4 separate regions of the Mus musculus genome follow, and regions 2, 3 and 4 are each linked to region 1. The links are chromatin contacts, called in public HiChIP or PLAC-seq and promoter capture Hi-C maps. All regions are on one chromosome and are shown on one strand. Each heading gives the region's core, a stretch centred on a gene start, on an enhancer-like site or on the middle of the called end of the contact. The rest is flanking DNA. Distances are from core to core; before and after follow the strand shown. Region 1 holds the start of Cnga3 (cyclic nucleotide gated channel alpha 3). Region 2 overlaps Vwa3b (von Willebrand factor A domain containing 3B). Region 3 has its middle 34 kb from the start of Vwa3b. Region 4 overlaps Vwa3b (von Willebrand factor A domain containing 3B).

The links. Promoter capture Hi-C pulls out the DNA fragments that hold promoters and counts their contacts. HiChIP or PLAC-seq counts read pairs in DNA pulled down with a chosen protein or histone mark.
Region 2: an H3K27ac HiChIP or PLAC-seq map of embryonic stem cells shows a contact between it and region 1, with 6 read pairs. The contact joins the enhancer-like site here to the promoter of Cnga3 in region 1. A contact is called at or near these places in 9 of 39 promoter capture datasets (the 3T3-L1 cell line, cranial neural crest, hematopoietic stem and progenitor cells and 5 more), 4 of 484 Hi-C or Micro-C datasets (CD4 T cells, Th2 cells, cardiomyocytes and 1 more), 1 of 115 datasets of contacts at active chromatin or transcription factors (embryonic stem cells) and 3 of 9 other capture datasets (adipose tissue, liver and pancreatic islet).
Region 3: a promoter capture Hi-C map of embryonic stem cells shows a contact between it and region 1, with 2.6 times the contacts expected there. The contact joins the enhancer-like site here to the promoter of Cnga3 in region 1. A contact is called at or near these places in 18 of 39 promoter capture datasets (the 3T3-L1 cell line, 3T3-L1-derived adipocytes, the HPC-7 cell line and 13 more), 3 of 115 datasets of contacts at active chromatin or transcription factors (embryonic basal ganglia and embryonic stem cells) and 2 of 9 other capture datasets (liver and pancreatic islet).
Region 4: a promoter capture Hi-C map of Sertoli cells shows a contact between it and region 1, with 3 times the contacts expected there. The contact joins the enhancer-like site here to the promoter of Cnga3 in region 1. A contact is called at or near these places in 9 of 39 promoter capture datasets (the HPC-7 cell line, HPC-7-derived erythroid cells, the SN4741 cell line and 5 more), 1 of 484 Hi-C or Micro-C datasets (embryonic fibroblasts), 1 of 115 datasets of contacts at active chromatin or transcription factors (embryonic stem cells) and 4 of 9 other capture datasets (adipose tissue, liver, macrophages and 1 more).

The regions. Positions count from the first base shown.
Region 1 is chr1:37,215,585-37,221,938 of GRCm38.p6, forward strand. It overlaps Cnga3 (cyclic nucleotide gated channel alpha 3), which reads left to right and starts at 3,621. Exons shown (of 6, transcript NM_009918.2): 1 at 3,621-3,954.
Region 2 is chr1:37,047,926-37,054,065 of GRCm38.p6, forward strand. Vwa3b (von Willebrand factor A domain containing 3B) reads left to right here. Exons shown (of 28, transcript NM_001370828.1): 5 at 3,792-3,954. Among named protein-coding and RNA genes, the nearest start is that of Gm39626, 4.6 kb to the left of the region's middle. Within about 2 kb of position 1,471, at least 6 of the 459 cell types and tissues checked have an H3K27ac peak or open chromatin away from gene starts, as enhancers often do. A contact at or near this core is called in embryonic stem cells, where this site is marked.
Region 3 is chr1:36,992,974-36,998,635 of GRCm38.p6, forward strand. No RefSeq gene overlaps it. Among named protein-coding and RNA genes, the nearest start is that of Vwa3b, 34 kb to the right of the region's middle. Within about 2 kb of position 4,043, at least 43 of the 459 cell types and tissues checked have an H3K27ac peak or open chromatin away from gene starts, as enhancers often do. A contact at or near this core is called in 3T3-L1-derived adipocytes, embryonic stem cells and neural stem cells, where this site is marked.
Region 4 is chr1:37,079,486-37,085,472 of GRCm38.p6, forward strand. Vwa3b (von Willebrand factor A domain containing 3B) reads left to right here. Exons shown (of 28, transcript NM_001370828.1): 8 at 5,748-5,873. Among named protein-coding and RNA genes, the nearest start is that of Gm39626, 36 kb to the left of the region's middle. Within about 2 kb of position 2,411, at least 38 of the 459 cell types and tissues checked have an H3K27ac peak or open chromatin away from gene starts, as enhancers often do. A contact at or near this core is called in Sertoli cells, where this site is marked.

The DNA.
Region 1 (6,354 bases), core at 2,371-4,870:
CTCCCCTGGGATGGCTTGGCACTAACTGCATCCTACATGTGCACAGAAGATAGACAATTTCTAAACGATCATTCCTCCCTCACATTGTCATTCCTTAGGCAATGCCACAGGTACCCAAATGACACAACACTTGAATAGGTCTTGAGCCAAACCTGGACCTTTTGTGTCCTGGGACTTTGCTACTAGATGCCGCTGCAGTCAAATACACAGAAACACCCCCTCGGTCTTTGTCTAATCATTGCCTGCCCCAGGTTATCTGTTCCTTTTTTTTCCCCCAGTAGAGTAAGTTCTTCAGAAATAACTAGTGCCACACACATTGATACCTAAGGGCCAACTACATGCCCAGACCTGCACCAACTGTTCTGTCTCCCTCTATTAGAGGCAGTTAACCTCTCCATTTCCTTGAGATTTCCAAAAGGTCTTATTTTCTGTACCTCTCCTAGAGGCTTAGAAGTGGTGTGCACTTCAGAAACCAGCAGACAAGGGGACTTTCATGTTGCAGATGATACCCAATAGTCATATCGTGGTAACCACTGCACTTTCCTAACTGGGGCTTTAAAATTCGTTTAGAGCTCTAAAACATCTCCAGACAACAGAAGACACCCATCTGCTTCCTGCCTTCCCCGAGGATGAGCCAGTGAAGAACAGCTTCAATTTGTAGCTTAAATCACCGGTATTAGGAAAAAATGAATCATTTCCTGATAAACCAGTTGCACAAGATGCATGAGAAATTCTCCAGTATGTGGACACTAAGCCTCCTGATGAAGTCAAGTCTGACAAATGTATGTTTTCTCGTGTATTGGATTAATTTCAAGTTCCTTCTTAGAACATAGACAGTAAAACAAGCAGTCTCTACCCCACCCACGTTCATGGCTTAGACTTGAAATGTTTTCCATTTGGTTGATTAGGGTTTTGTTTGTTTGTTTGTTTCTTGCCTTGGGCCTGTTTTGTTTGTCCTTGTCATTTTGTCTTCTGGACTTGTGAGCCACTGTGACTAAGGCACAGGCTGCCCATCCTCTGATGTCAACGGGCGTGTGCTGCCACAACTGGCTCCAGCTCTGTTTATTCCTTTACATTTCTGCTCATTCTTTATCTGAATCTCTTGAATCTAAACAAGCCTGAGGTTTCTTCAGATAATTTTTTTTTCTAGGCTTTGTTTCCCATTTTTATGATGAGTGTCCAGGGACACGCATGTATGCATACTTATATATTTTTCCTAATTCTTATTTTTCAAGTGAGGGCTATGGGCTTCAACTTGTCCTATGAGTATGGTGCAAATGAAGATGATCTGCTACATGGAAAGGCAATTTTGATGGGTATTTCTAGGAAATTTCATAGAAGCTCCTTGGAGAAGTTCTAGTGGGCTGGTTGCTGTAGAATCTGCTTTTAGGCTTTTTTTTTTTTCTCCTTTGTGGTATTGGTCATGAGAGCCTGGAACTCAAGACACTACCCTGTTCTTGTCAGACGAAAAGGCTCAGTGTGTCCCTGGGACCTGCTCCAGGGGTTCAGAGCCAGAGATGGCAACTATCAGTGATGGAGAGGTGGGAGTCAACCTATCCTCCTCCTCCTCCTTCCTTCATCTTTCTCCTTCCTCCTTTCCCTCCTCCTCCCCCTTCATCTTCCTCCTCTTCCTCCTTCCTCCTTTCCCTCCTCCTCCCTTCATCTTCCTCCTCTTCCTCCTTTCCCTCCTCCTCCTCTCTTCATCTTCCTCCTCTTCCTCCTTCCTACTTTCCCTCCTCCTCCCTTCTTCCTCCTCCTCTTCTTCCTCTTCCTTCTCCCCTTCCTCTCCTTCCTCCCCTTTTTTCTCCTCCCACTCTCTCTTCCTCTGCCTCTTTCCAGCTGGAGATTGAAGCAAGGTCTCACATATGCTAGGCAAATATTCTGCCCCATAGGTCACCATTCTTAGCAACATTGTCCTGCTCACCTGTACCTCTGTGCATAAATCTAGTTTCTGGAACTGCACAGCCTTATTGAAAAAAAATAACCAAAAAACTCTTATCTCCAAGGAGAGCTTAAGTCCCTCTGAATTCAATACAGAATAGGGACTGCTAGCTGGTTGGTGGGTTTTAAATTTTGGTTCTGTGAGTCTAGAGCAGTGGTTCCCTACCTTCTTAATGCTGCAACACTTTAATACAGTTCCTCATGTTGTGGTGACCACCAACTATAACATCATTTTCATTGCTACTAACTATAACTTTGCTACCATTACGAATAGTAATGTAAATACCTGATGTGAAGGAGATCTGATGTAACCCCTGTGAAAGGGTCATTGAGAGCCACTGGTCTAGAATATAGTGAGGTAGAAGAAACTAAAAACTGCAAGAATATGCATCCCAAGAGAAACTTGCTTCTAAAAGCACCATTAAGAGTGTAGATTGTATAATTGTACATTGTAGATGACTGTAGCACACACACACACACCTTAAACTTCAAGCCTCCCGATCTTTACTGTCCTCACTTAGTGTGGGCTACTGGAAGTTGTCTGTGGTGGCCACTTGAGATCAGAAGAAAAGTCCAAAGTTGACAGCTGGACTATTACTTTATTGCTTCCTGCTTCCTGCCTCCTCTTCCTCCTCCCCGTCTTCCTCCTCCTTCCCCTCCTCTGAATACAAGCAAGTGTGGCTTCTGCCTTTCTCCAGACTTCCTTTGAATTCCAGGCATCTCAGTTGACTCTCTCAGTCAAAGGAAGCAACAGAGTTACTCCGCCTGCTGGACCCAGAAGACCATGCCGGAGACAGGGAGCTGAAGAGCAGGAGAAAGAAGTCCGGGCTGTTGCCCAGAACAGAGAGAGAGAGAGAGAGAGGAAGGAGTCGCTCTCCCAGATCCAGGCGCACCAAGAAGCCCAAACTTTGACAGGGTAAGGACTCAAGGGGGGTGGGGGTGGGGGTTGAGCTGGAAGTTGCTGGGCCACTACACTAAACAGAGATTCTGGGCTGGATCCGGGCTCCAGGTCCAAGCTGGTCCTGGTGAGTGGCGGGGCGCTGTCCGCAGCCCACGGTGCTGAAACAGGTCCCTTCCTGCCTGTCTCTGCAGACATAGGGGACACCCTCCAGTGTGCTTGGAACAAGAACAAGCGTACTCGGTGCTCCCCATAAGCATCCCCTTTCTGCAACTCACTGAGCTAAGCCCGCTAAGCCGTCGAGTAACCAAACAGAAAGAGCTGGGCTGACTTTACCGCCACAGGACCGGGTCCAGCCATACGTTCTCCAGCCATCCTGTACTCAGAGGCAGCATCTTCACTGCCATTAAATCAGGAAGGAGCTCAAAGTCCATCTCGTCCCTCTGGCTCACCGGATTAGTGTCTCCCAGCGCCAAAACCGCGCTGGGACACTCGGGTCAAAGATTTGGAAGGCGTCACCCTGAGGCAGCATGCAGGGGATGTGAGCTGCTCTTCCAAACCCTACTCAGCCTAGAAAGACAAAGAGTCAGGTGGACTGAGGAAGGAGTGAGGAGTTTATTTAAGAAGAAAGAATCTTTTTTTTTTTTTTTAATGAAAAATTTATACCGGACTTAGCCACAGGGCCAGAAGGCTTAGTGGCTAGGGTTGGTGGCCCCTGATCCCTTAAAATCCGCTTATCTGATAAAGTGTCTGGCTCAGTCTTCAGAATTTCCTCAATAACTATGCACTCCCTCTTGTCTTCCACCCCCTTCTCCACACCCAATCCACCCTTGACCACCTCAGGCTGCCAATCTACTGGCTACTCTGGGCTGGGACTGTGGAGCTAGGAAGTGGGAAAAGCTGATCCAGGTTTTGTTTTGTTTTGTTTTGTTTTGTTTTGTTTTGTTTTGTTTTGTTTTTCTCATCATCTCCCTCTCTGATGCTGTTGGGACTTTGATCTTCAGAAGCAAGCGTCTTCCTAGGCACGGCTTGCCTCCTTCAAGAAGGAGACTTAAGCAGAGCGGTGTGGAGTCTGCAGCCTTCGATAAGCAGGCATTGGTGAAACAGCCTCACAGGTGAGACCCGTTTGCTCAGGGCTCTCCCTGTAGCTCTACCCTGAGTAACCTCTCTCCAGAAGCTGGACTGTTCCTTATGAGCGATCATCACTAATTCTTATTCTGATCTGAGACTGGGGTCTGCTTCACCATTCCCAATCCCTCAAAGCTTTAGAAAGTGCCTGCCACCTGGGTTCAAACACCATCCCATAGCAGGGAGCCCAGCTCTGTGCCAACATTCTCTGTGGGTCATCATCTTCTACCCCATACAGCATCACTCATTAAAACAAGCAGCGATGTAGTTGTCCGGCCATGGCACTCACCCAGTGCAGTGTGCTTTGGTGCCCACACCTCCCGAAGTGAGAATCCATGGGAAAGGGAGCCTGGCAAAATTTGGACCCAGAGCGGGAGGTGCATGTCATGACCAAACCAAACTTCTATGCTAAAATTCTGGCTGTAGGAAATTTAGTCATATCATGCAGAGCATAGTAGAGATTTCAGCTGAGGTCTGAGGGATCCTCTGGTGTCAGTGGAGATGAATGTGAAATTTGTTCTGATTCTTTTTCCTCCTCAACTTCTTTTTCACTCCCGAGGGGGTCCTCTGTGGTCCTTGATGCCAGAAATGGTTGCTCTCTAACGGCTGTCTGTATGGCACAAGATCTCAGTCACTTTCCTTGGGGTTTTGGCCAGGACTTTGTGTGCCTCTTGCCTCTGATGCACCTGATTTTATGCCTTTTCTGTTCTCATTCACTGTCAGCTGCAGGATGTGCTTCTGGTTAAGAATGGGGTTGCTATGGTGACCAGCCTCAGGTTGCCATGGTACCCAGAGGTAAACAGTTGGAAGCTGCGCAGGCTCTTCTCTAGTTCTGGAAGCTCTCTCTGGCTGCCAGCTTCCTACAGGAGTTGAAAGATAACAATAACCAGGCCCCAGAGCCTTGCTCTGACACCCCCTCCCATCCCCAGTATACTGCCACGTGAACACTCACTACCCCTCCACCCCCACCCCCTACTGAAGATTGAGATGGGTCTTTTTCTCTATGCCACCCCCCCCATTACACACCCTGGGGCTTCACTCTGGCCTCTCTTATTTCATACTGATGATTCCTTAGTGCGAAACAAAGTTCAGTGGGAGAAACAGAATTAAATTAATTAAGCAGGCACAGTCTCTACCCTGGGGAACTTCTCTGAGCGGTGGGAGAGAGGAAGCTTATAGCACCTGTGAGTGGCCTGCTTTCTAGACTGAAGTAGACACAGCAGCAGCCCTGAAGCTAAATAGATGTTGAGGATTGTTCCTGTCAGAGGGTCTCTCGGGGAAGGTCACCTTGAGAGTAACTGCAAGTTGAAGTTGAGGAAAAGCAAAAGGATTCTCTTAGGGGGAGGCACCTGCAAAGCAGAAGTGGGCGGCTGGTCAGGAGGTGGGAGGTTAACCTGGGGCTCATGCAGCATTGATGCTATGATATATACATATATATATATATATATATATATGCGACTCTACATCATGGGTGCCTGAGAAGAGACATATGATTAGAGCCATCGTTCAGAAAGACCTTGCAGCCATGCTTAGAGGGTTGTCCATCCATCCATCCATCCATCCATCCATCCATCCATCCATCCCAAACTCATCGAGATCCTCCCTATCCTAAGTGCCAGGCTCTGTCTGGTTCCACTGCCTAGGTGAGCCCCTAGCAGCTGCCGAGTCCTCGAGCCATTTCTGAATCAGTGAATGGTGGACACGGTAGAAGGGACCTCTGGTTCATTTGTGGTAACTGAGCAGACTTGGAAAAGCCGCATCTGAGGCAGTAAGGAACTGTGGGAGGGAACGCTCAGAGTCTTGGCTGAGTGGCCAGCTGGCTCCAACGATCTTCCAAGTATCAACCTAGACAAGGCCTGAGCATGTGCCTCCAGGTGCTTCAGATGCCTTGACATTTGCGACAATGCTCCCCCCAGAAAATCTCCCCATTAGTCATGCAGCACCCTTCACAGAGGCCACACCCCAAGTGGCAGTGAACTCCCAGAACCCCCTCTGTTATCTGCAGGACTTACATCTTCATCTTGAACTACCACGCTACAGTGGAGGAGTTAAAGTCAGACAAGCTTTTGCCACTTCAGCCTAGCTCTGCCACAGGGTGACTTGAGACGGGACATTTAGCCATTCTGAATCTTAGCTTGGGCAAATCTTAAGTAAGACTTCCATCTGGTTGTTGGGGGAGTCTGTTCCTTCCCTCTGACATATGAACTCGGGTCTTCAGACTTGGCAGCAATCCTCTTTACCCACCAAGCCATGTCACTGTCCTGACTCACATATAGCTTCATATTTCCAACCATGACAAAAGATTCCTTTCATAATCATATCCCAAAGGCTACTTGGTGACAGATGCCTCATGTAGTTGGATGGAGAAGTCACCCTTGGAGAGGGTT
Region 2 (6,140 bases), core at 221-2,720, 170 kb before region 1:
AACACAGCTTCCAGAACTGAGACAAATTGTAGAGACAGCGGCCTACCCATACAGCCCCAGTAAGTCAGGAAGATGGAGCAGGTCTTCAGCCTTCTGGCCCAGGAGCATCTGACAGACCTTAGAGAAACAGGAATATTAAGGACTAGCCTATTCTCAGCAGAACTAAGCTGTCCTAACCTGTAAACTGTGTCCTTTCAGGAACAGTACAGGTCTGCAGGAGAGATTGGTAATTTTCTGCCCAGTGGCCACCTAGCCACAAATGTACAGCCTCACCTGGAGGTGCGATGCTCAGTTGCTTTTTTGAATCCACAAATGGGAAGCTGTTAGGAGTAGATTTGTCTCAACAAGTGAATGAGTAACATTAAATTCAAATTCCGTGGATTTCTGATGTTTTTGAGAACCAACTATCTATGTAAAGTAATCTGGACTCTTCTCCGTTAACTACTCTCAGCTGTTTCTCTTCTTTTTTTTTTCTTCAGATTTATTTATTTATTATATGTGAGTACACTGTAGCTGTCTTCAGACACACCAGAAGAGGGCACCAGATCTTGTTATAGATGGTTGTGAGCCACCATGTGGTTGCTGGGAATTGAACTCAGGACCTTCAGAAGAGCAGTCAGTGCTCTTAACCACTGAGCCATCTCACCAGCCCCTACTCTCAGCTATTTCTAATTAAAATCTCTGAAAACACCCAAATGATAAACTCAGAGCCATGAATTTGCTATTTGGCCTTTAACTCACAGGCTTAATAATCTCAGATCAGTTTATAATAACAGTAATAGAAGGACTGGGTCTAAGCCCTGTACTTTAAAATTTTTAGTATCAATAGAAGTAATTTATACCAATGAAACCTTGATTTTGCATCAAAATAATTTCTGTACCAAAATAAGAAACTATGACTTCAACTTAGTAACAATGAAAAAGATTTCTACTGTTGTGCCCTGAATCCATAGGAAACCCAGATGAGTCGAAAAATTTTGAAGTCCATTGCAACTCGAAAAAGAATCTTCTATTGTTTCAAGTTTGAACTCAGTTTGTCCACCTAGCACTCACTGTGTGAATGCTGGCAAGCAACCCTGAATCCAGGAAACATTGGGTTTGTATACAATATAGTTAGGAATAGAGTGAATATTCACAGAAAAGGGGAGTAGAGGGTGGAATAGTACTGAAGTGGGAGGGGGTTTAAAGGGTGTCTGTTCAAGGACTAATTTTATAGCCAGTCCCAGTCGTAACTATCTGTGATCTGACCTCTGATACCTTTTTTTTTTCTTCCACGGTTTCCCTTAAGCTAGTTATTTCTCTAAGGTCTCAAGGACAGGCACCTGGAGTTTTGCTGCTTATCAGCAGGAGTGTTGGTTTTTTGTTTTTTTTGTTTTTTTTTTTTTTTGAGACAAGGCGTGGGGTGTGTGTGTTGGATTTTATGGGTAGAGCCATTCTAATGCTAAGGGAGGGGAAGGGAGCCCCTGGCTGCTGCAGGAGGACGCAGCACAGAAACCAGCTGTCTGCATATTGTGCTTGCTGCGATGGGAGGGAGGATGGGAGCCTCTGTCTGGCAATGCAGAGGCAAACTGTACACAACACTGAAGTCTCTCTAGCATCAGTAATTCAGTGGTTACAACACTACCAAGTGAGATTATGGCTATGCATCAATTCTAGCTATTCTTTCTTGTTCTAATTATGACCATTTCCATATTCCCTAGAAAGACAACCTATAATAACTCCCTCTAGCCCCAGAGTCCAGGGAACTGGGTCGGTGACTATTTCTTCAAGCTGAATATGGCCATTGAGATATTTTGAAGGGGGGGGGAGGGGGTAGGGAAAATAGAAGAGTTGGTTGGCCTTAAGAAGGCCACACTAATGATTGATTTAGTCTCTGATGTCTGTGTCCTGCACAATCCTGTGTGGATGCACACGGGTGTGCTTGCATCTGAAAGTCTAAGACACCCGAAGTTCAAGCAGAGACTCAACAAGGCAGTATATTCTGTAATATACAAATCTCAAAACAAAATCTTAGTATCATCAAGATAATGTTTTCGTTTGATTTTGTGGAATCTATTTCTTCAGGGGGTCTTCTTCTATCAAATTTGATCCATATTACTCTGGAAGGTGTATAGACACTAATCACCTTTTCTAAAATTGCAAAGACAAAACCTTTCTCCCAAATCAGCATACCCTTGAGCCAGTAACCAGACTTTTTTTTTTTTTTGACCTCTCTCCCAGAGGAATAACATAACCACAAAACTTAACATCACACCCATTTTGAAAGTTAAAACAATCTAAAACACATGAAGTAAACTAAAATACTGTATATGCCTATTCTTAGGCCTTTTATATTTTGCCAGGCAGGATAATAACTAAGAATTCCTGTGGAGCCCACATTAGACAGAATTTGAGTATCCTGTTAAGATGTATTAGAGCAATGTATCCTTATATCGTCTATCTGTTCAGCTCTCTGCCTGGAGCCACAGACATTTATTTTATTAATACCCGTTCACTGCCCTATCTACTTCAAGTCAGTGACTAATTTTTCCCTATCCTAGTTCCAAAGTAGGAGAAATTCCCCACGTTATTCAGACAGAATCTGTATATAAATAAAATCTGTATATAAATAAATCTAAAAGCAAATAATCCCAATTTTATAAATTCACAGTTCAATCAATCTCTGCCCCAAGAAGTAGGCAACTTCCATTCTACAGCTCTCTGACTCAGAGCCTGCCAGCAGTTTCTTTCAATTCCTGCCCTTGAGTCCACGTGACTTGTCTCATGTGACTCACCTCAGTGCTACTCAGCTACTCAAAAACAAAAAACAAAACAAACAAACAAACAAAAAAACCAAAACAAAACAAAAAAACAAAACCTAATACTTAGGCTAATAATCTTAAATTTCTAGTGGATTCTTGCCAAACATGTTGGTTCATCACCTGTTGCAGTAAATATTTAAAAAAAAAAAAATGAACTGGCATGTTCCTGTGCTTGTGGGGGCAACTCTCTGCCCCCATGGCCTGGTCCGCCATGCACTGGCAGGCAATGGCCCGACCTGATTTTATCTCGCAGAGACTCTGACTCAGAACTCCAAAATCTCTCCACCCAGCTCTCTAGGTTCCCACTGGTGGGTTGCTACCACACCAACCCCATGCTTCAAATCCCTCACGGCCTTTGTGGTGCACCTCAGGCAAACCTATCCATGCTTTGCCACCATAACTTTCTCTCTTGAACCCGGACAAACCACGGCATGAAGGAAAACACAACATAAACTTAGTTCAGAAACGATGGTAACTCAATCGTTGGGCACAGCAACTAAAATTCTAATCTTGTAAAACCTTATTAAATCTAAATCCTCTGGAGGCGAATCCTGATGGATCGACCACTGAAACCAGGAGACACTCGTAGCTACATCTTGTCCTCATGCTATCCCTGTCAAAAAGAACCTAACTCTCTCCTGCTTCCTCTCTTCCTCCATCCAATCCGGAAGTCTCTCGGCCCCTCTCTTAATGCTTTTAAAGCACTAGTCAACACTTGTACCTTTTTGTCTGACCCATGCCACTCCAACTATGTCTCCTGGTCACCATGCCTGTGGGAGGTCATGGTGCTTTGACATTAGGTATTAGATCCTTGGTAAACTTGCCCGAACAGGACAGGCGTGTCTGCACTGGCTCACACATTTTCTCGATGACTCTCGAAGAACTGGCAGCTTGGTTTCCCTTCTCTCCCAGGTGACTTCTGGTTGACACTGAAGGCCAACACTCCCATGGTGGCGTTAATCACTGTCTGGTGACTATGATCCCTTTCAGGGTTTCCGCAGAGCCGGTGAAATGGCAGGAGTACGCCATCCTTGTGACCGAGCACTCCATAGCTGCTGCTATCAGCTGGATTGAGAAAATGACTTTTGAGCCAAAGCCTGTGAGAGAGGTTAGCGGCCTAGATGCTCTGCTGGAAGCTGGGAAAGACAAAACCGTAAGTGTGTATCCATGGCTGGCCCAGGTCACCAAGGTGGCTTCGAGCTTAACTGTATACTCTCTGTGTCTCCACGATACTGGTCCAGGCCTCCTCCTAGTTGCTCTTCAGGGAAACTGGAGCATCATCATTGAGAGTACCTGCCTTAGTTTCCTGTCCAGTTGCTATGGTAACATACCCTGATCAAAAGCAAATTGTGTGTGTGTGTGAGATGGTTTATTTCTGATGGTTGGTTCCAGGTTACAGTCATCATAGTGGGGATGTCACAGCAGTAGGAGCTCAAGGGAGCTGGTCACATTGCACCTGCAGTCAAGGGCAGAGGGAAAGGGAGAGGGAGAAAGAGAGGGAAGGGGAGGGGGAGGACAGAGGGAAGGAGAGAGGGAGGGAGGGAGGGAGAGAGAGAGAGGACCAAAATCCAGAGGATGATGCCATGCACTTGTAGCTGGGTCTTTCTGTATCATTAAATGCAATCAGAAGAATCATCCACAGATATGCCCCTGGCCAACCTGCCAGGCTCTGGGCCAATCCTTCATCGAGTGGTTCTTCCCTGGTGACTCTAGATTGTGACTAGTTGACAAAACCAACTAGCCAGCACAGTCCCCAAAGCATAATCCTGTTTAGTCTTCAGCTCACAACCAGTCCAGAAGTAGGCTCCAGGCTTCAATGACTTGGTGATGGCAGAGTTGGAGCAACCAAAATGGGGCGCCCATACCTGCCCAGTGAGCTAACCTAAGCTTTTCTCCAGGGTTAATAGGGCCTACATAAGGACAAACCCTTATGCAGCTAGTTCAAAGAGAACACATAGGAGTGTGGCCAGTCTGCAAATCTCTAACACATTAGTTCTGTTCTTGCCCTTCTGCTGATTAGAGAAAAGAATCCCCATTTATAGGAAACAGAGAGATGAGAGACTCCCCCCAAAACAAGGAAATAGAGTTTCCCTAGCACCTATGTTCTGGATCTTTCCCAGCTCCTTCTCTTCATAGACGGATCTGTTATGTGTATTCAAGCCAATGATGAGCCTTGTGTGATATCAGTCAGCATTAATTGTCAACTTGACACAACATGGAACCACCTGAGAAGAGAATCTCAATGAGGAATTGTCTACACTGGGTTGTGCTCGTGGCCGTGTCTTTTGGGGATTGTCTCAGTTGATATGGGAAGATCCAGCCCACCGTGGGCAGCACCATTGCCTAGGCTCAGGGTGCTGAACTGTATAGGAGTGAAGAAACCAAGCCTAGCACAAGCAAGTGAGCATGCATGTGTTCATTTGTCTCTGCTCATACTGTGGATGTCACGTGACCAGCTACTTCAAGCTCTGCCAATGTGACTTCTTTGCAGTGAGGGGCTGTAGCCAGGAACTGGGATGACTTTCTCATCTAAGTTGATCTCTGTCAAGCTATTTTATGACTTTCACAGAAATGAAACCTGCACAGTGCCCCCCCTCCCTCCATTCATTTGAAGGCACTGGTATACAGTTTTTGCTAGGGACCTTTGATAACACTTTTCCTGAGAAAAGTGAGTAAGGTGGTCTCTCACGTTTCTTTCTGCCACAAGGTCTGTTTCTCTGAATGACCCTGGTGATGAGGCTCTTTAAGAGAATGATATAATGGCAAGAAATTTCTCTGGGTGGGAGGGATTCTGTAGTCAATCTCAACTCTTTGGGGGTGGGTGGAGAGAGGGAGGGGAGTGGGGAGGGGGAGGGGAGGTCTGCTTGCCTTTGAGATATAGATGCTAAATATCTGCTTCCTCTATTCTGGAAAATGAGAGTCTCTGTAGGTTTCAATCTTATGTAACTGAAAATAAATAAGTACAAAATAAGTAAATAAGTAAATAAGGGCTGGCACACCCCCATTGGCCCCCCAGTCTAAGGTTCATCAAAACTAAGGCGATGGTTTGAAATTGTGAACTCTTCTTTTGTTTTTACTCACAAAGCCAGCAGAACACGTGTTTTTCATTAAAGAAGAACCAAATACAAATCACTTTGTTCTTTGGCCTTCAAGTCTGTTTTGACATTTGCAAAATTCCAAGTGTTTGGATTTTACTAAGCATTCAAAATGGAATGTTTCCCAGGCTTTGGATGTGTGGCTGTGGGTGTGGGTGTGGCTGTGGGTGTAGCTGTGGCTGTGTGCATGCACACACAAGCGTGCTATTTCTTTGTGGTCCTTACTGTATTGATCACTGCCGAC
Region 3 (5,662 bases), core at 2,793-5,292, 220 kb before region 1:
TCCTTGTGTTGGTGTTCTCCATCTATTATTAGGGCTGGATTTGTGGAAAGATATTGTGTAATTTGTTTTTTTCATAGAATATCTTGTTTTCTCCGTCTATGGTGTTTGAGAGTTTTGCTGGGTATAGTAACTTGGGCTGGCATTTGTGTTCTCTTAGGGTCTGTATGACATCTGCCCAGGATCTTCCAGCTTTCATAGTCTCTGGTGAGAAGTCTGGTGTAATTCTGATAGGTCTGCCTTTATATGTTACTTGGCCTTTTCCCTTACTGCTTTTAAAATTCTTTCTTTGTTTAGTGCAGTTGGTGTCTTGATTATTCTGTGACTGGAGGAATTTCTTTTCTGGTCAAGTCTATTTGGAGTTCTGTAGGCTTCCTGTATGTTCATGGGCAGCTCTTTCTTTAGGTTAGGGAAGTTTTCTTCTATAATTTTGTTGAAGATATTTACTGGCCCTTGAAGTTGGGAAGTTGGGAATTTTCACTCTCGTCTATACCTATTATCTTTAGGTTTGGTCTTCTCGTTGTATCCTGGATTTCCTGGATGTTTTGGGTTAGGAGCTTTTTGCTTTTTGCATTTTCTTTCACTGTTGTGTCAATGTTTTCTATGGTATCTTCTGCACCTGAGATTCTCTGTTCTAGTTCTTTTATTCTGTTGGAGATGCTTGCATCTATGACTCCTTATCTCTTTCCTAGGTTTTTTAACTCCAGTGTTGTCTCCCTTTGTTGTTTTATTGTTTCTAGTTCCATTTTTAGATCCTGGATGGTTTTGTTCCTTTTCTTCTCCTGTTTGATTGTTTTCCTCTTTAAGGGATTTTTGTGTTTCCTCTTTAAGGGCTTCTAGCTATTTACCTGTGTTCTCTTGTATTTCTTTAAGGGAGTTATTTATGTCCTTCTTAATGTCCTCTATCATCATCATGAGAAGTGATTTTTTTAGATCTGAATCTTGCTTTTCTGGTATGATGGTGTATCCAGGACTTGCTATGGTGGGAGAGTTGGGTTTTGATGATGCCAAGTAACCTTGGTTTCTGTTGCTTATGGTTTTTGTTTTGGTTTTGGTTTTTTGTTTTTTTTTTTTGATAGGGTTTCTCTGTGTAGCCCTGGCTGTCCTGGAACTCACTCTGTAGACCAGGCTGACCTTGAACTCAGAAATCCACCTGCCTCTGCCTCCCAAATGCTGGGATTGAAGGCATGCACCACCATGCCCGGCTCTGTTGCTTATGTTCTTAAGCTTGCCTCCTGCCATCCGGCTATCTCTAGTGCTACCTGCGCTGGCCATGTCTGACTGGAGCCTGTCCTTCCTGTGACCCTGGTTGTGTCAGAACTCCTCTGAGTCAAGCTGTCTCTGTGATCCTGTGATTCTAGGATTCTGCGATTCTGAGATTCTGGGCATGTCAGAGCTCCTGGGAGTCAAGCTGCCTCTGAGACCTTGAGATCCTGGTGTGACCAAGCTCCTGGGATCCTGTGACCCTCTGATCCTGGATGTTGGAGCACCTGGGATTAGAGCTGCCTCTGGGTATTTTGTGGTTGGCTGCAGAGTTTACACCCAAGGTCTGCTCAGGGCATGGGCCCAGACAGACCGGAAGGAACCCATGCTGGCGGAATTCCTGCATGCCTGGGTGTCACCGGTCCTAGTTACTCCCAGTGTTGGGGACAGATGTTATGTCCTCCTCACCTCTGATCCTCTCATTTTTTTAGAATTTGACGAATAATCTTTATAAAGTTTTCTGATTTCCTCCCACACCCCTGCTCCCTTCAAATCCATGATCTTTTTATTCTATAATTACACATATGCATATATGTATATAACTCATACCTACTGAGTCCAATTAGTATTATTTGTACACATGTGTGTTTAGAGTTACCACTAAAATTACTTGATTTCAACTTCATGCCTTTCTGGTTTTGTTGTTGTTGTTGTTTTTTGTGGTGGTGGTGGTGGTGGTGGTGGTGGTGTGTGTGTACATGTATGCGGAGGTCAGAGGTTGAGGTTGGGAGTCTTTTTACGTGCTCTCCACTGAACGTACTAAGGAGGTTTCTCATTTGAATCCAGAGCTTCCTGGCTGGACAGGAAGTCCCTGTGTCTGCCTCCTGAGTGCACTGGATTACAGGCAGGCTGCTATGACAACCTGGTGTTCCTGTAGGTGGTGAGGGTCTGAACTCAACTCAGGCTTGTCTGACGAATGCTTTACTCATTATTTACATATATACATGCATGTGCACACACATGCACATATACATATTCATGTACACACATATATACATACATACATGTATGCATGCATACACATACACACAACATACATATACATATATACATGTACACTCATACACATATACACACATACATGTACACACATATACACACATACATGTACACATATATACACACATACATACAGGTACACACATACACACATACGTACATGTACACACATATACACACATACAGACACACACACGCTTAAAGACTAATCTGCTTTGAAAACGGAACATATACCATCGTTCAACAAGTTCTCTACTTTAAACATTTTTGTTTTCATGCATTTCTTTCCCTCCAACCTAAGCTTACCTTTTCCTCTTTCTTGTCCTTTCAATTTAATGAGGATACTAAATTCAAAGTGAAATTATTAATAATTCATTCGTACTGATGTAAGCTTATTCTGCACAACCAGCTTGGATCCCTTTCTAAACCCATTATTAAGAAAAGTTTCCAGCCAGAAGCCTCATACTGACGGAGGAGAGCTGTCTCCTAATTTGGGAAACTTGTTCTTGAAATAGCGCTGGCTTCCTTTCGTGGGACTAGCTGCCACGGATACATGTTTGTTTGTTATTTCATTCTAGAGAGGGTTATAGGAAGGATCTCAAAAGAACCTTTTGCAGAGTACAAGAAGGCATGCACAAAAAGGTAGATTTATGTGAAATTTCAGTCTAAGTCACAACTCGTGTGCACTGACAGAAAGCAGGTCAGTTGTGGTTTGGGGCCACGATTAGGGTGAGGGCTGTCTGCAAGGGGAGAAGGGGACTTTTTAGGGTGATGGAAATGTTCTCTGTCGTGACAGTGGTTACACAGCAGGCTATACTTGTGAAAAGCATCAGGCTGTATACTTAATTATATGTAAATTATACTTGAGTAAAATTGATTTACAAGCAAGAATGTAATTTGGAGCCAACATCCGGATGGGCCAGGATTCCCATAGGAGTTGAAATAAATTTCTTGTTTTTTACTTAAAGATATCTTACTTAGATATCATAAATGCATCTATTTGCTTTATGCCCAAGGGACATCTCCAACCCTTTGTCCTTCAGCAGTCAGTCCCCCGTGAGTTAAATAAGGACTTTAAATAGCCTGAGCTAGCTCCTTTGCTAGCCCTCATTTGCAAGAACATACTAGGTACTGTAACTTGGTTTTCTTTGGGTGCAGTGGTATTCACAGCCCCACGGGCCCCTCTCCCGGGTAGACTTTCTATTCCTGTTTTTAACTCCATGTAGCCAAGGCCATGTTCACTGTATTCCTGCATGGATGGTATCCAAGCTTCGCATAGATGGTCATATAGGCGCCTGTGGCCGTCTTCAGGTACATCTGCTGCTCTCTGGTACATCCCGAAGCTCAGCCAGACAGGTCGTGGGGAGGCCCCTCTGCCCTGGCCCTGGCCAACCTGTGTTCTTATACTCTCAGGTTGCTGCTAGAGAGGCCTCAAGTCCATAGATTTTGCTCCTGTCAGTTGCCTGGATGTGGGCCCAGGAGGAGCCTATCCTGCCAGTCAGCTGTTGCTGGGAACCGTGACAAGACCAGAGCTGAGGCTTCCTGTAACAACACACAAAAGCAGAGAGAACAAGCAGATGTGGAGCAAACATTAGCCCCACCATGGGCAGGAAATAAGGCTGACATGAGCCCCCAAATAAGGGGTGAACTGAAGCTCTACTTGTCGGGTCTCAAAGGTGGAGGACTGACAAGGAAGTGGAGGACTGCAGGAGTCTGAACTCCCATTCTTTTTGTTTGCTCTAGAGACAGCTTCCCTGTGTAGCTCAGGCTGGCCTTGGAGTCTCCGTCCAGCTACCCCTGCCCCCACTGCTGGAGCTACCCCTGCCCCCACTGCTGGCTGAGGTTACAGTCCTGCTGGCTCCTTCATGCTTTTTGTTAGAACACAAACATAAGGCCAGAACTCACAATGTGCCCTCGCTTTAGTGTCCCTTCTTGGGTTTCTGATGAACAACAACAAAAACCATAATTGATTACCCATGGATATAACAGCCTAAGACTGTGTGAGGAGTCTTCCACTGCAGCCAGCGATTTTAAGAACTCTTTAAAGGGGGTCTTAGCCTGAGTGCCCAGTTCTGATTGAGCCTTGGAACTGAAGTGGCTTTGAGGCAATGTGATGGGCTCCACTTTTTTTTTTTTTTCCAAGACAGGATTTCTCTGTGTATTCCTGGCTGTCCTGGAACTCACTCTGTAGACCAGGCTGGCCTCAGACTCAGAAATCCGACTGCCTCTGCCTCCCAAGTACTGGGATTAAAGGTGTGCGCCACCACTGCCCGACTTTGGTGCCACTTTTGATATTAAAGATAAGGTGTTAATATTTTACACCACTGAGGCTAGGTTTAATCAGCCAATTCTCTTGTAGGCTCTGTGGCTCATGAACATTTCTTTGGTCTATGAATAGTATGTATTTGGGTCAAGGCAAGAGTAAAATGTGAGTCTTTGTGATTATAAAGGAAGGAAAAGAACCCTGGCTCGGGCAGAGGGCAGTAGTAGCCACTGACGAAGGGATGGGTGAGCATGGGTCACACAGGCAGCCAAGACGAGGCAGCAGGAAGTGGTCTACCTGAGAGCCAAAGCACCAAGCCCTTGCAGCATGGTATTTTGTTGTTGTTTTTTTTAAGATGTATTTATGTATTATATGTAAGTACACTGTCGCTGTCTTCAGATACCCCAGAAGAGGGCTTCAGAGCTCATTACAGATGGTTGCGAGCCACCATGAGGTTGCTGAGATTTGAATTCAGGACCTTCGGAAGAGCAGTCAGTGCTCTTAATGGCTGGGCCATCTCTCCAGGCTGCAGCATGTTTTATTGTTCCATCAGACTCTACTTAAAGAGATTTTAATATTATATCATATATATTTGTATATAACATAATATTATATAATATACCACATATATGTATTGTTTTAAAATATAATTTATTATATTTATTATTATAGATAATATAAACATATTATTTTATGTATTATTATAATTCAATATTAATTTAGTAATTATAAATCTCATATTATATTTCTTAATAAACATTCTTAAATTTATAATTTAAGTGAAGAAACACAAGTGAAGGAGCCTTAAGTCCAGGCACCAGCCCCTGAAGAGCATGTTACCCTATGTGCAAGAACTTCTAGGGGTGGGAGTGAGCAAGGGCTTCAAGGCTCAGGAAGAAGCTGCCTTGTTGGTGGCTTTCTGACATATCTATGAAACTTACTTTTTTCTCATGCCTAAATGTACCCATTTATGGGATGGGCATGTCAGCAGCTGCCTTGCAGACATGCCATGTGAGCACCAAACAGAAAGAAGCAAACCCCAAGGGCACCACATTTGGGCTGCTCAAGTTATGCAAAATCACATGGTAGGTGTGATAACCCACACCTGTCATCCAAAGGGTGTTACGTCATGTCTAGATG
Region 4 (5,987 bases), core at 1,161-3,660, 140 kb before region 1:
AGAGCCCGGGGAACATGATTATCAGCAAGGGGTGTTCCTCCCCAGAATAGGAATGGTTAATTCAGGTTTACTAAATGTCTTAGTTCGGGTTTTACTGCTGTGAACAGACACCATGACCAAGGCAAGTCTTGTAAGGACAATATTTAATTAGGGCTGGCTTACAGGTTCAGAGGTTCAGTCCAATATCAAGGTGAGAGCATGGCAGCGTCCAGGCAGACATGAGAGTTCCACCTCTTGTCCTGAAGGCAGCTAGGAGAAGACTGGCTTGCAGGTAGCTAGGATGAGGGTCTTAAAACCCACACCCACAGTGACACACCTACAAGGCCACACCTCTCAACAGTGCCATTCCCTGGATCATCAAAGTAAGTGAATGGGGGACAGTGAGAAGACATCCCCTTTGCATTTTACAGTGTTCTGTTTACAAGAAGAGTAGGGGACCAGTAGACAGTCACACACCTCACTTAGAACCCAAACTGCCCATCCTGTATATGTAGAATTCCTCCTGAGAGAAGAGAAATGCCCATTATGAAACAGACACACTCCCTGCCCTCAAGAAAGTGTAGATTCTCTCCCAAAATGTTGGGATGACTCTCTGTTTGTTTTAAATTAGCTAATGCGTGATTTCTATAGCGTGAGACTGAATGAAGCTGCACAGTGCCTCAGTTATTAGGGCCTCAAATCCAGATCCAGCCAGCACTATATTTTAACATGCATCACACCACTAAGAATGCTTTCATTAAAGTTAGACTACTGATTATTACCACTTTCTACCCTATATGGATACAATGTGGCCCCTTTTTATCAGACCTAAACAGTAACTTTAGGTCTCTGAGAGATTTTCTTTCTCTCTCTCTCTCTCTCTCTTTCTTTCTTTCTTTGTAAACTATTTTATTGATTCTTTGAGAATTTCATCCAGTGTGTTTTAAACATGTTCACCCCAGCTTCTCCCAGGTCCACCTCCACCTCACCAATGCTACAATTTTGTATCACCTTAAAAAAAAAGGTGATACAAGTCCAATTTGTGTGGCCTGTATAGAGTCAATCACAGGAGTTCAACCGATCTACCAGCAGCCACACCTTTGAACTGCAAACTGAATCTCCCTACCCTAGAGGCCATCACCTGTCCTTAGTACTTCAGTAAGGGGTGGGGTTTTATACGCCCCTCCCCCTTCAGGATGGGATACCAGCTTGATTGCTTGATCGCTCCATGTACCAGTGATTGGCGTGCATGCTCTCTTCAGCAATAGGGCTTTGCCATCAAGTTCTAATGGGCAATGAAGAGCAACAGCAAGCTCCTGTATTATGTTCAGGGGTTTCTGGCCAACAACTAGAGGGAGGTAATCCATACCCAGCACTGAGCTTTTTATGTTGCAACCTATAGCTTTTGGGAGGAGCAAAATCTTCTTTGTAGAGTAATTCCAATTAAATTCTTCTATATGGAATGAGTGTGTGTGTGTGTCTTGTAATTCAGTAAGTCTCCAATGTGGTTTTTCCTAACATCCTTGGTGTTCATTTTCCTTCCCCCAATCCACTCCTCTGCCCCCCCTCCCATCCCACCCACTGGAACCCCCTCTCATTATTCCCCCTTGGTCTCTTGGAAACTTTATACTTTTATCACAGTTTATAATTTTAAAAGTGTATTAGTTTCTGAAAAGAAAACTATTTGCTCACCTTTCCTGGTGTATAGAACACCTTTTCATGGTTATAATGAGGTCTTTTTTCACATCTTCATGGCCAAACAAGAGTTTAGGGTTCAAGCCACAGTAAACTTGCCACTCTGCTGGGCCAGACCTTCATTTAGGAGCCCTGAGGATGGAAAAGGCCACATAGGGACTGGGCTGGGGTTTGAGGGTGACCAGGAGTGCTTTAGTTTACCAGCATCTTCCCGGGATGCATTAAGTGTCCCTTAGACTGTGCCATGCTTGCCTGCTCTCTTTGTTTTCCCCTTCCTGACCTGACACATAGCTTTTTACATACTCGGGACAAGCCTGACTGTAATAGTGTAATACCTGGAATAAGACACAAAGTGATTTGTTTAGGGACTGCCATGGGTAACATCTGAATTCCCCAGAGCATAGCCATTTGCTTAAACAGTCCCTGCCTTACTTACACTTGAGAGAGTTTCTTGCAGAAATGGTAGCAGGCACATTCAGCTGTAGGCAAATCGAGGAGATAGAAAATAGCAGATGGTGTCCTTGTAACTGGCCAAATAAAAGAAAGGAAGGATTAGATTTAGTAACAACCTCGGGTCCTGTGCTGAGTGATAGGCGGGTACAGGGCAAGCAGATACATTGTTTTAATACTCTAGACATTCATAAACCCTCTGCCAGAGGCAGCCTATACAGCCAGAGCAGCAGCTGCGACTGCGCAGTGAACACAGGCACCGGGAGGTCAGGCTAGAGAGATGAGGAGTGAGCAGCTGCCTCCTAAATATAAGCCTCTTGTTTGGGAGGGATTGCCTTAAATTAGACCGGACTAGAGACGTGTGTTACAATAACGGCACCGCCACTGGCTCATGCTCCTTCTTGTTCCTTGGAACTGAGGCTGAAGTGACAGCCAGGAATATGCTCCAACAGTCAGTGGTGTAACAGGTGCAGATCTGAGTCTAGAGGACAGAAACTGTGGTTTCCAGGTTCTTGTTTCTGTTTACAATACAGTGCATAAAGACACATGGGTAGTTAAAGGAAAGGAGATAGTTTATTATTAAAACCTGGAGGTGCGCCATGCCTCCCCTTGGGACCTGGTTCCAAAAAAGTCATAAAGAGAGAGGAGGGGCGGGGTAAGACCTACAGTGATCTTTCATGACTCATTAACATAGTACAAACTCTGGATTTGCCACAGCCTGGGCTTTTCCCAGCATGCCCCTGCCTGAGCGAGGCTGAGATAGATTGAGGTCTACCATTGCCACCTTTTGTCTGCTCATTTCTAGGGTTTCTTCCTCCACCATTTTTCATTCACCTGCCTCAGCAGAGCACTGAGTCTGTCCTAGCAACAGACAGACAGAGATGTATTCGTTCCTTTTCTCTCTGCTGTGATCAAAGAGTTGACAAATGCAATTTAAAGGAGAAAGGGTCTACTGAGGTTCACAGTTGGAGGGTACAGCCCATCGTGGTGGGGGTAAGGCGTGGCAGCCTAAGTGTGAGGCCGGGGGTCACGTTGGATCCATGGTCAGGAAGCAGAGAGCAAGGGTTGCTGGTGTTCATCTCCATTTCTTTTTATGTAATCTGGGACCCCAACCCATGGAATGGTGGTGCCCACATTTTAGGGGGGGTAGTCTTCCCAACTAATACAGAACTTCCTTGCACACACACACCCAGAGGTTTGCCTACTAGGTCATACTAGACCCTGTTGATGGCCGTTAATGACAATTATTGACATTAATGACAATGTGTCTTAGTCAGGGTTTCTATCCCTGCACAAACATCATGACCAAGAAGCGAGTTGGGGAGGTAAGGGTTTATTCGGCTTACACTTCCATACTGCTGTTTATCACCAAGGAAGTCAGGACTGGAACTCAAGCAGGTCAGGAAGCAGGAGCTGATGCAGAGGCCATGAAGGGATGTTCCTTACTGGCTTGCTTCCCCTGGCTTGCTCAGCCTGCTCTCTTATAGAACCAAGACTACCAGCTCAGAGATGGTCCCACCCACAAGGGGCCTTTCCCCCTTGATCACTAATTGAGAAAATGCCTTGCAGCTGGATCTCATGGAGGCATTTCCTCAACTGAAGGCCCTTTCTCTGTGATAACTCCAGCTGTGTCAAGTTGACACACAAAACCAGCCAGTACACAATGGTAACCATCATGGCAGTGGGTGTGGCTAGTGTATTTAATGGGCATGAAGGTGTGGGCGATGTGGGAAGCTGTTTTCTGGGTAGCTGATCAAAGCTTGGTGGTGGGCTGAGGGGTGTGGTTTGGAAGAAGGGTGGGCTAACCAAGTGTGGGCAAAGGAAGCCCAGGTATCCTGACAGGGAGCACAGGGGCCCCAGAGGGCTGGCAGAATGATGTTGTGAGTTGGGTCATAGGGCAGAGTATTGTAGGGACATTAATGAAGAACCTTGAGTTCTGGGCTCAGGAAGGCTCACCTGTTTATCACTATAGTCTCTCTCTCTTTCCCTCCCTCTCTCTCTCTCTCTCTTTCCCTCCCTCCCTCTCTCTCTCTTTCCCTCCCCCCCCCTCTCTCTCCTCTCTCATTTTCTTTCTTTCTTTTTTTTTTTTTTTTTTTTTTTTTTTTGGTTTTTTGAGACAGGGTTTCCCTGTGTAGCCCTGGCTGTCCTGGAAATAACTCTGTACACCAGGCTGGCCTTGAACTCATAGAGATACTTCCACCTGCCTCTGCCTCCCAAGTGCTGGGGTTAAAGGCATGTGCCATCATACCTGACTTATCGCTATATTCTTATGCCACCCACTTAGCACAATCAACACACAGTAGGTTGCCACAACTTTGCTAAAGTCAACTTGACTGTGACAACTGGTCTCATCCTAGAGGTGAGACATAAAAGATTTGACTGAGTGATGATGCTGGGCAGCAGCATCCCACTGCCACACCCACTGCCACACCTACTGCTACACCAGAACTTTCTGTCCTGGCTCTCCTTTCACTTAGAAGTCAGTACCAGATGCTCATAAATCACAACACTTCAAATGATACTGTTCCTACATGAGGCTAGCATTTTAACCTGAGCCTCCAGATTTCAACCCAGAGGTCAGAGGGCCGTACAAGCCTGGGGCTGTTTGGTTGGAGGCATCTTGCTTATGTCTAAAAGATTGCTCATCTTGTTTCTGTCTGAGACTGGTCTTGGCTGGCTGAGTCTGGAGAGGTCAGGACCCCTAACACTTCATGCAGATTCATCTTCCCTGGCTTGGCCTGAGGAATTTCCAATTCACAGAATCCACTGAGTTTTCCTGTGCCTCCTCCTATGTCCTCCGATCTTCTGGTGGGCTTCTCTCTTCCTTGGCAGCAGCTCTCAGGTGTCCAGCTAAGCCTCATGGAAGAGTAACTGATCAAAAGAACAGTCCCCCTCACTCCCTGTGCAGAATCCTGTGATTAAATGTATACATTCTGAATCATGCTTTTATATCATGCTTTTATTTACTCTAGGGCTCCCACCAGCTGGTTTCTAAACCCCCCCCCCCCCCTTTTCCTTTCCGGCAAAGCTATCTGCAGTTTAATCACCAGCAAGTGTAGAAAATCTACAGTGTCTTGAGAACTGTTGCCAAGTCAGTGCAATGACAATTCTGGTTCTTTCCAGAAAGTGATCACCTGGTCACTGCCACCCCCAAGACATTTCCTGCCCCTGGATGACAGGGGGCCACCATATCTCATTGGAGATGTTTCCTTTGACATGACTTCTGGTATACTATATACTAAGGCGTTATTATCAAGAGGAGTTTGATATGGGGTTTATTTACTAGTACAATAGTACCCTGGGCCTGTGAACTCCTCAGACAGAAATTCTTCTTGCCCATGTTTGCAATTACCAAGCATGCGTGTCCTCCTTAAATCTAAATAGAAAGAGTTTAGTTACATCTATAACACCTGTATCACTATTGCATCATGGGTACAATGGGTACCACGCCTGGCTCCTTTGGAGGAATCTTAGTCCTGATTCTCAGAAAGAGATTAGCGGAGGGAATATAACTGGATATTCAGAGCTGCTCTCGACAGCAGAGATGTGCCATGCCTACTCAGACACTGTAGAGTTTGGGGGCCCATCTCAGGTGTCTGCTCACGTTGTGCTTCCCTTTCCAGGGGCTGGCGTCAGAGAGGATGTGTTTCTCATCTGGAGAGAAATGGAAGAAGCCTGCAGAATACTGGCTCAGGTCCGGAGCCTGGTGGACAAGGCTCCTCAGTCGGATGTGTCCCCAGCTGACTGCAGTATGTAGATTAGTATGTAGATTTGTGCTGTTTGTATGTAGATTTGTAGTGCTAAAGAGTCAGCAGCATTGGTGGCTGGGGATGTGGTGGAGGGGTTGGAGTATTTCTAGCAGA